Linked DNA regions of Danio rerio: region 2 is linked to region 1. The links are chromatin contacts, called in public Micro-C maps. All regions are on one chromosome and are shown on one strand. Each heading gives the region's core, a stretch centred on a gene start, on an enhancer-like site or on the middle of the called end of the contact. The rest is flanking DNA. Distances are from core to core; before and after follow the strand shown. Region 1 holds the start of eif4ebp1 (eukaryotic translation initiation factor 4E binding protein 1). Region 2 holds the start of itpkca (inositol-trisphosphate 3-kinase Ca).

The links. A called contact is a pair of places that touch in the nucleus more often than the background predicts.
Region 2: a contact with region 1 is called in a Micro-C map of caudal fin, with 4 times the contacts expected there. The contact joins the promoter of itpkca here to the promoter of eif4ebp1 in region 1. A contact is called at or near these places in 2 of 18 Hi-C or Micro-C datasets (caudal fin and an unstated tissue).

What each region holds. Positions count from the first base shown.
Region 1 is chr21:22,487,039-22,491,338 of GRCz12tu, reverse strand. It overlaps eif4ebp1 (eukaryotic translation initiation factor 4E binding protein 1), which reads left to right and starts at 2,967. Exons shown (of 4, transcript NM_199645.1): 1 at 2,967-3,123; 2 at 3,226-3,422. The coding sequence starts at 3,287. It overlaps ank1b (ankyrin 1, erythrocytic b), which reads left to right. Exons shown (of 42, transcript XM_073935275.1): 42 at 1-1,228.
Region 2 is chr21:22,734,208-22,738,918 of GRCz12tu, reverse strand. It overlaps itpkca (inositol-trisphosphate 3-kinase Ca), which reads right to left and starts at 2,402. Exons shown (of 7, transcript XM_681366.11): 1 at 1,726-2,402. The coding sequence starts at 2,085. It overlaps ccdc61 (coiled-coil domain containing 61), which reads right to left. Exons shown (of 13, transcript NM_001077166.1): 13 at 3,720-4,622. The coding sequence ends at 4,528.

The DNA of each region.
Region 1 (4,300 bases), core at 1,718-4,217:
AAGCGATTTATATCATGAAAGTTTGGACCTTGAGGATTTAGAATGCAATTTGAGTTTGGGCCAAAGTATACATCAATTGATTATGTGTGTTCACAGAGACTTGATAAATGCGCTCTAGAAAGACCTAAATAGTTGACTTTTTAGTGCCATTTGGGATCGGACCAAATTACTCATCTTTATCCAGTGTCTGTTTTTGTTCTTTCAAAATGTTGCCCGATGAGATTTCCTTTGTACATCTTTAGAGTTGCGGATATATTTTGTTTACCTCACGAATGCATTAATATACCTGGGCATCTGTTGTTTTTGCCATTTACAGTATTTTGTCCCCTCACCAGTTTTGACACCTAGTGGACAATCTAAGTAGTACAACAACTATTCAAAATGCATAAGTGAGCTGGGAGTATGTTGTTTCCAAAATACCATACATGCATTCTTTGCCCATAATGAAACGTGCTTCACAACACACTATGCATACTGTAGTGTACCTGTAAAAAGTGAAGTATACTTTGGGCTTAAGGAACGTCGGGGTGTTGGGAAGTGGGGAAGGGAAGTGACCTCAGCATGAAGAACATGCCATGGATACATGTTCGATATATTATCGCTGCTGTAATTGTTGAATAAGACACACATTTCCTGAAAACAAAGGGGGAAAGGAAGAGATTTATTTATTTGTATTATTATTGTTTGGTTAAAGGATCGAAACGGTTTAACATTGCAATCATTATGTATTAAAAGAAGAGTTTATGTACAATGTTTAACTGTTGCAAAAATCTAGACTTCACCTATACTCCTTTAGAATGGATTAATGACAATATAAACGCAATATCATATTACTCTGTACTAAGGAATGCAACTGCGCACATGCACAGAAAAAAAAGATGTTTTTAATAAAGAATATATGTATAAATATATGACAAACTATATTTAATTAGAATGCTATGCACCCTTATTAGAGTTGTTATGGATGTACTTTAAGTATATTAGTTAGATTCCAGTAATACGAACATACCCATGTCATGGGGAATGTAAAGGCTTTGTAGCTATTTCAACATGTTTTCGTTTCTTTTGTTTTTTATTGTAACGGAAAAAGGAAACACGGACATTGAATATGTATACAAGCCTTTTATTCAGATTCATTCTGATATGAAGATATGTATAGACCATTTACCCTGCACACCAGCTCAGACCATTTACAAAAGTTAATAAAGAAAGATGTGACATATTGTGACACTGTGTGCGTGTGTAAGAAAATGTGCGATTTATGCATTTATAAATCTAGCATTGACTTCAGAGGGAATGAATGGGCATTACAGAATTGCTTTAAGATCATTTCGCGCTCCTACTGCTGAATATTCACCGCAGCTGAAATATATATGCGTTTATGTAAATATTGAGACACCACATGATGATTCTCCGTTTTTCGTATTTATGATTTACACTCACTGGCCACTTTAATACGCACACCTTATTAGTACCGGGTTAGACCCACTTTTGCCTTCAGAACTCCCTTAATGCTTCGTGGCACTGCTACAAGGCAGGATGGATCCATGCTTTCATGTTGACGCCAAATTCTGACCCTACCATCTGAATGTTGCAGCAGAAACAAAAACTCATCAGGCCAGGCAACGTTTTTCCAATCTTCTATCGTCCAATTTTGGTGAGCCTGTGGGAATCGTAGCCTCAGTTTCCTGTTCTTAGCTGACAGGAGTGGCACTTGGTGTTGTCTTCTGCTGCTGTAGCCCATCCGCTTCAAGGTTGGAGGTGTTGTTCGTTCAGAGATGGTCTTCTGCACACTTCATTTGTATTGAGCGCTTATTTCAGTTACTCTTGCATTTCTATCAGCTCAAGAGTCTGGCCATTCTCCTCTGACCTCTAGCATCAACAAGGCATTTGCACTTCTGCCGCTCACTGGATATTTTCTTATTTTCAGACCATCCTCTGTAAACCCTAGAGATGGCTGTGCGTGAAAATCCCAGTAGATCAGCAGTTTCTGAAATACTCAGACCAGCCTGGCACCAACAACTATTCCATGTTCAGAGTCACTTAAATCACCTTTCTTCTTCATTCTGATGCTCGGTTTGAACAGCAGATCACCTTGACCATCTCTACATGCCCAATTGCATTAAGTTGCTGCCTTGTGATTGGCTGATTATAGTTTTGCGTTAACAATCAGTTGGACAGGTGTACCTAATAAAGTGGCCGGTGAGTGTATAGTGCACTGAAGTCAAATGTAATTTTTGCATTATTCTGTAAACTACTGATGACATTTCTTCCAAATTCAAAATAAACATCTTGGCATTTAGAGCATTGTTTTATGGCAAAAAAGGTGCCATAATTTTAAACACCACAACACAAATTTGTATCTTCAGAAGAGTTAAGAAATCCGCATTTGTTTGTATAATCCTAATTACAAGTCATGACAAATTAAAGCATTTGTAATTTTAACCAACTTAGAAAAAAACTATAAATAATTTTTTTTTTTTTTTAATTATCGGATCTTTACAGAATAAAACAAATAATAACATACATTTTATTCAAAGCTTTACCTAATGAGTCCAGTACACTGAGAGAAACTGAGAATTGTGGTATCTAAAATATGTTTACGTTTTTATCATTATAATTACATTTCATAAAAATTACATTTTTATATGTTTTAGTAGATGTAATTTGCCATTTTTTCATTAAATATCTATTATGCTTTAGGATGAAACATTAAACAATTTGGGAGATAAATAAAGGCAGACCAGTTTAAAAGAGAAAAAGAAAAAATACTGTAGATATTAATATGTGATTCATTATTAAATGATGAATCAGTGCAGCGGTAACAACTCGTGTAAACATCGGGAAAAAACTACATTTCCCATCTGTGTCTTGCAGTTCCGTTGCTCGCCGGAGGGGGCACCGGTGGCCGAGGTCTCCTTTTTAAATAGCTCTTTCCTGCTCGTGTTTTGTTGAGTGCGTGGTGTGTGTGCATGAGGAGTGAGAAAGAAAACGTGGTCGCGGAGAAGCCTAGCATTTTTAGCTAGTTTGCGAGTGTGAATGAGTGAATGAAGTGCCATACAGGCTCAAATATTTAGTATTATTTATTTTTGTATGTAGTCACGTTTGCCACAAACGGACAAGGTAAACAATTCTACAAAAGTAACTTGATACTGAACCGCTGACAACAGAATACATTTACCTGCTGAAAATTAGAGCTGAATTGTTTTGTTCTTCTGCTTCAAGGTGCAAAGACACTATTTGATCAAGGCAGCTGGCTGAGTTTGTGCTTGCAATAGTGTTGAAAATGTCCATGGGCAGTCAGAAGACCACCAGTCAGGCAATTCCAACCACCAGACGAGTCATACTCAACGATGCGGCCCATCTGCCTCATGATTACTCGACAACACCCGGGGGGACCCTTTTTAGCACGACTCCTGGAGGTAAATGTCACGGGCTTGCTGATGAATCGTTCGGGCGCATTCGCAGCTGTCGCAAGAGCGAGCATTGTTTTTGTTTTGACCGCGACATAGCGATGCATCCCAGAGCTCGTGCACCGCGAGCATTGTCTTTGTGCTTGACAGACTGCGGTGCGCGTGCTCATGACGCTTCAGCCTGCTCGTCTCGTATTGTTTGTGTTTTAACTGCTCGTCAACCGATAGTAAACGCTTGAACGTTATCAATAGGACCAGAACAGCATTGATTTATTGACATGACGGCAGACTATGACATTCTCGCAAAACTGGGCTTCTTACAATTGCAGAAATTACAATGCAAAATTATGAACGTAAACATGTATTGGTTAACATGGTATATTTAAAATGTGTATGTTTCCATTGGAGAGGTTAGGCTCTAAAATAATATATATGTTTTTGGCACTTACTGTTCCACGGGGGACCTTTACGTTCCACAAAAATACTCTAAATCATTTATTTGCATTAGGTTTAAAGACTGCTGACTGAAAGCTTCTCTTAAGAACTTAAAATGTTTATTTTGCGTCGCCACTGTTTTGAAATGTTTAAGGGTGTGAAAGGGGCAGTTTAGCATTTTAAAAATGTAAACTATTGAATTATGACATTGAAATTTAGATTAAACCATCCATAATGGCCTTGATCGACCTTCAAGTAAATTTTTGGAAATTCTGGCATAGTGATTCAGTATTATTTATGCCAATTTGTACTGTATATTCTCCACTATTTAGATGAAATGTTATGTATGCAGACGTCAACGTGCATATGTATTGTGTACACATACATGTATGTGTGTTTATACACATGTATATGCATATATGAACACAGGGTATCCGCGGAGTCTTAAAAAG
Region 2 (4,711 bases), core at 1,153-3,652, 250 kb before region 1:
TTTCAACACCACTACCAACAGTTACAAAAATACTGAAAGTTGTTTTGATTAAAGAGCACCTATGATGAAAATCAACTTACAAAATCAACATAAGCTGTTTGGACAGAACTATGTTTACTGTTCTATTGGAGTGATATAAACCCAATAAGTCTCTTTTTTTTTTTTATTCCTGATGTTAAAATAGGATCCAAATGACAGTGATTTTGAGGCCGACCGCAACATGACGTGGACATACGGTTTTCCCTGCCCACTGAATTAATTGACAGGTGCCATGTTTCTACAATAACATGTATACACATCCACAGAACATTTTTTGCAAATAAACTGGGATTAAAATATCTGTTACAACTCTCCTCTCTGTGATTTTTATAAGTTTAAAACGTTTTTTTTTTTTTTTTTTTTTTAACAGCATGTTTATAATAAATACAGTAAAATCACTATGCAATTCTTAACCGCTATAATCACCACAGCCTTATGGTGTCAGACTCATTATTTCAGAAAGGCTTGAATAAACTCCACCACAAATACATCAAATAAACTTACTTTATTTTATTTTTTGACTAAGGAGCTTTATTTTAGCTTTATCCATGTCTGTCTCTATCACTGACTGCTGTTTATCTGTTGTAACCGAGAACCAGACACACGAGAGAATAGTGGGCGGGGAGAAGCAGCTCATTTGCATTTGAAGCTAAAGGATACAAAAACAGCTACAATGTATTTGCACACCGTAATGGGCTGATTCTGGAAGCTATAATAAGTAATCTGATGGGTATTTTGAGCTGAAACTTTATAGATACACTCTGGGGACACCAAAAGGTTTTTCTTACATCTTGTAAAAGAGGTCAAATTGGTGCCCTTCAAAATACAAAGTCAAAAACACCTACAAAAATAACAAAAGTTACAAAAGTAACTGTACTCAGGTGAAATACTCAAGTATTTTAAAATATGTGAACAGACAGCTTAGCTTTTAGAAATGACTTAAGATGAAACAGCTCTCATTCTAATATTCTGAAAACGTAGTATTTCCGTAATTCTAAGGCTTTTCATTGGCATTTGGGAAATTATGGCACTGATAAAATGATGACATTGATTTAGGTCAACTACTGTTCTAACAGCGTTATCAGTGTTTACACACCACATAAAGTCCACTGACTCTTTACATAAAATTTAACTTGAGTGAGAATTATTGATAGGATAAAAGTAAATGCTATTTTTATAGGATAAATCAACGAGAAAACATGAAATTATTATATAATAGACCTATGTATACTCAGGTTTTAAGAAAATTAACCACAAAACGTGTTTGTAGTCAAACCATTAGAACCACAAATCAACCATTAGCAACGTATGGTATGCGTAAGTTATCTGTTATAAACAAATGGTCAATCATCCAGATTTTTACTATTAAACCATGGTTCACTTCTGTAAGGGAAGATACAATTCCCCAAAAGCAATACTTCACCCTTTAATTTTCACCGTTTGCAGTACATGTTTAATATCTTACTTTGTAAGTTAACCAAGAAATCTGAAACAGAGCAATAGGCGATATGCAAATTACATATGTCTTGCAAGTTCATGTTTGGTCTCCACATAAAATATATCATATGCAATATTTCAAAATATTCTATAAGACGGCAGTTTACATATATTTTTACATATAAAAAATTCCGCATGGGTAAACCTGAAGTCCTGAACTGATCCCTGAACTGTAAAACAGACTCTTACCGTGAGCGCTTCGCCTGGAGACTGATTAACGTTAAAGTCAACGTATCCCAGCAAATCCTCTTCGCATTCCTCAAAAGATGAAGCCGGCGAGAGGCCGCTTGAGGACGAGTTGGAGAGTTTTCTGAGCGCCAGGGACGAGGCGGGGGAGCCGCTGAGTCCGCTGTCCGAGCAGATGGACTCCTCGTCGGGGTTGCGATGGGAACAGGAGCAAGGTCCCCGGGGGCTCTGCTCGCACTCGCAGGTCACAACCAGCTCGGGGACAGCGACGCGAGCGCGCCTGGAGAGCAGCTCTTCTGGGTGGCTGTGCTGGGTTTCACCCATACCCACGCAGGGGGCAGGGGTATCGGGCGTTTTGGTCATCACGCGGCTTCTGATCTACTAGATCATTGAGGTTGTTGATGGGTTTATCCAGATTAGGGCGCGTAACCGGCTCGCGCTGGGCACCGCCGCCGCTCCTTGTGTGCGACGCCTCGCTTGGATGCAAAAATAAAGCAATATTGGGCCAGTGTTTTAACGCTTCAGGGGCTTTAAATGCATTCTGTACATGTATGAATACAATCACGTGAAAAAGTAAAGATTCCGCAGGTATTAAAGAACTAAAACGCTCATGTGTCTATCAGCGATATTGGAAAATGTGTTATTTGCTGAACGCTGTTAAAGCGTCGCGTGAACAGACTGCAGTTTTACCCCGCCCACCTTTCTTTAAAGCAACAGAGCCAAACATGAAGAGGTCACATGAGAATCAGATTTACAGCGCCACCTAACCGGTGGTAGACGACGTAGGGACAGTTCACACAGAAATTAATAATGACCGCAGTGCATTCACACTAGCAGCAACTTTGAAGCTGCTTGTCGCCCTGAGGGGAAATTGAAGTCGGGTAGTGTTAGTGGTCGCTTGTCTCTGATTGTCGCTCGTAGTGTGGATGGGGAATTGGGCTATCTAAAATGTAGGTCACTTTTTTTCTTCAGTAGTACATTGTATACCTCTTTGAGAGTAATAAAAAAAAAAATAATGCAGGCAAACTTACATACCTGCCTGTATGTTTTAAGGCCGCTCAAATTGACGTTAATCTATAGCCCCTTTAACACATACAGACCTGATTACTGGGAATTTTCCACAAAGGTCTGCGTGTATGAACAGGCCCTTTTTGAAAATACCTGTAGGGAAAGAGAAGTTGTAACATTACTGGTAATTTGACAGAATGCTGCACTGTGTGAATGCAGAAGATTGTCAGAGAGCGAGTTCAAATCTAGAACCCGCTGATGTGAGATGCCTACTTAAGCCAGACGCATTAACATCTATGGAAATAAAAGCTTTTGAATGTTTTTCCAGACACATTTAACTGCTAGATGTTAGCCAGATAGCGTTTCTATGTTCCTTCTTAATGCCAACTTTGTAAAAAATTATTGATAAAATGCTCATGATAAACTGCTGTTTGTTTACCTTCAAGCTCTGCTTCAGTTGCTCGACACATGTGCACATGAAGGAGCCAGTGAGCACCAGCACACACACATATTACATACATCTCGACATGTGAAAGTGTTCCTCCATGTTTTCATCGAAGTTGTTCACAATACTTACCCATCTACAGAATTTGTTATGTGGTCAAGTGTGTAAACATTTAGCTGCGGCGCACGCTTCTGCCTTTAGATGTCTCAGAAAGCAGCTGCAGAAATGCTAAAGCTTTAAATAAAAGTCAAACCATCAAGAAAAGGCAGACCGCTTCTATGTTTACAAATCTAACCGCAGCCATTTTAGAGGTCATTTGTGGTTAATGATACCAGAATTTTCTGGTGTTTTAGAATGGATATGTTAATGGTCTTTTCTGAAAAAATTACAGAACGTCCGTGCCTGTGTGAACAGCTTTTTTATGAATTTACCAGAAAAGTCGTTCCAGAATTTTTCCGGATATTTACCGTTATCACTGTGTGAAAAGGACTAATGACTCACATTTTGGAAATCTTTTTTTTTTTTTTCAATAAAATGATCATACTTGTAGTTCAAATGATTTTTTATTAAAAAATAATTTAAGGTGATTTTATGGCACCACACTTTAGTACCATAAATACTTTATTAGTTAAATGGACTGTACCTTATAGCAGATGTTAATCCAAAGACAAACATTGTATTTTTATACCAACAAAAGTTTAAAAGTGCTGCCCATATTTTCACATCTAAAAAAAATCTAATGTTTAGATTTTTGTAAAAAACTAAATTTAGTGAGCTCGCATTACCAATTTGAGACCTTAGTGGAAATGAAAAAATAACAATTAAATGGCCAAATTTCAGGCAAAATATCTGTTGCATTATATAATTCCAAAGTGTGTCAAGAATAGACATAAACTGCAAAATTATTTGATATAAAAAGTTTTGTTTTTAAGAATCACAAAAATTGAAAGCATCTAAAACAGACATAAAACATACACACTAATCATGTTAAAAAACAAAACAACAATGGTCAAAAAAACACTAATTCATAAAACATACACAGGAATGCCTTTTAAAAAAAACAAACCAAAACATATATCCTGAGGTCATACTTTTTGGACACTTCTGGTTTTCTTCAAGTCTGATATGGCAACAGTCTTAAAAAGCCCCTTCATAAAGCCAGTGTAACAGCATTTTGAGCCAAGCCCAAAGTTACATTAGGGATAGAGAAAACAAACAGCATTCGAGTTTCAATAGTAAAATGACTACAGACGCATCTGTACACAGTGTTTTAAAGAATTGATTGTCTGTTTTTTTCAGTCTCAGTTTTTGTGCAAAATGCCTAGATCAGCATCTCAATCCATAGGGATTAGTTAGTGTCCTGTGTCGAGGTCCCGCATGTAGTCCTGCAGGGCCTGAAGTCGAGCGTCAATCTCTGAGAGGTCAGCACCAGTATCCATAGATGTGTCTAAATAAGAAGAATATACTTAGTTAACACTTACATTCTATTAGTTACTATTCTAATTGTTAGATGCATAAACAATTCAATGTGAAATG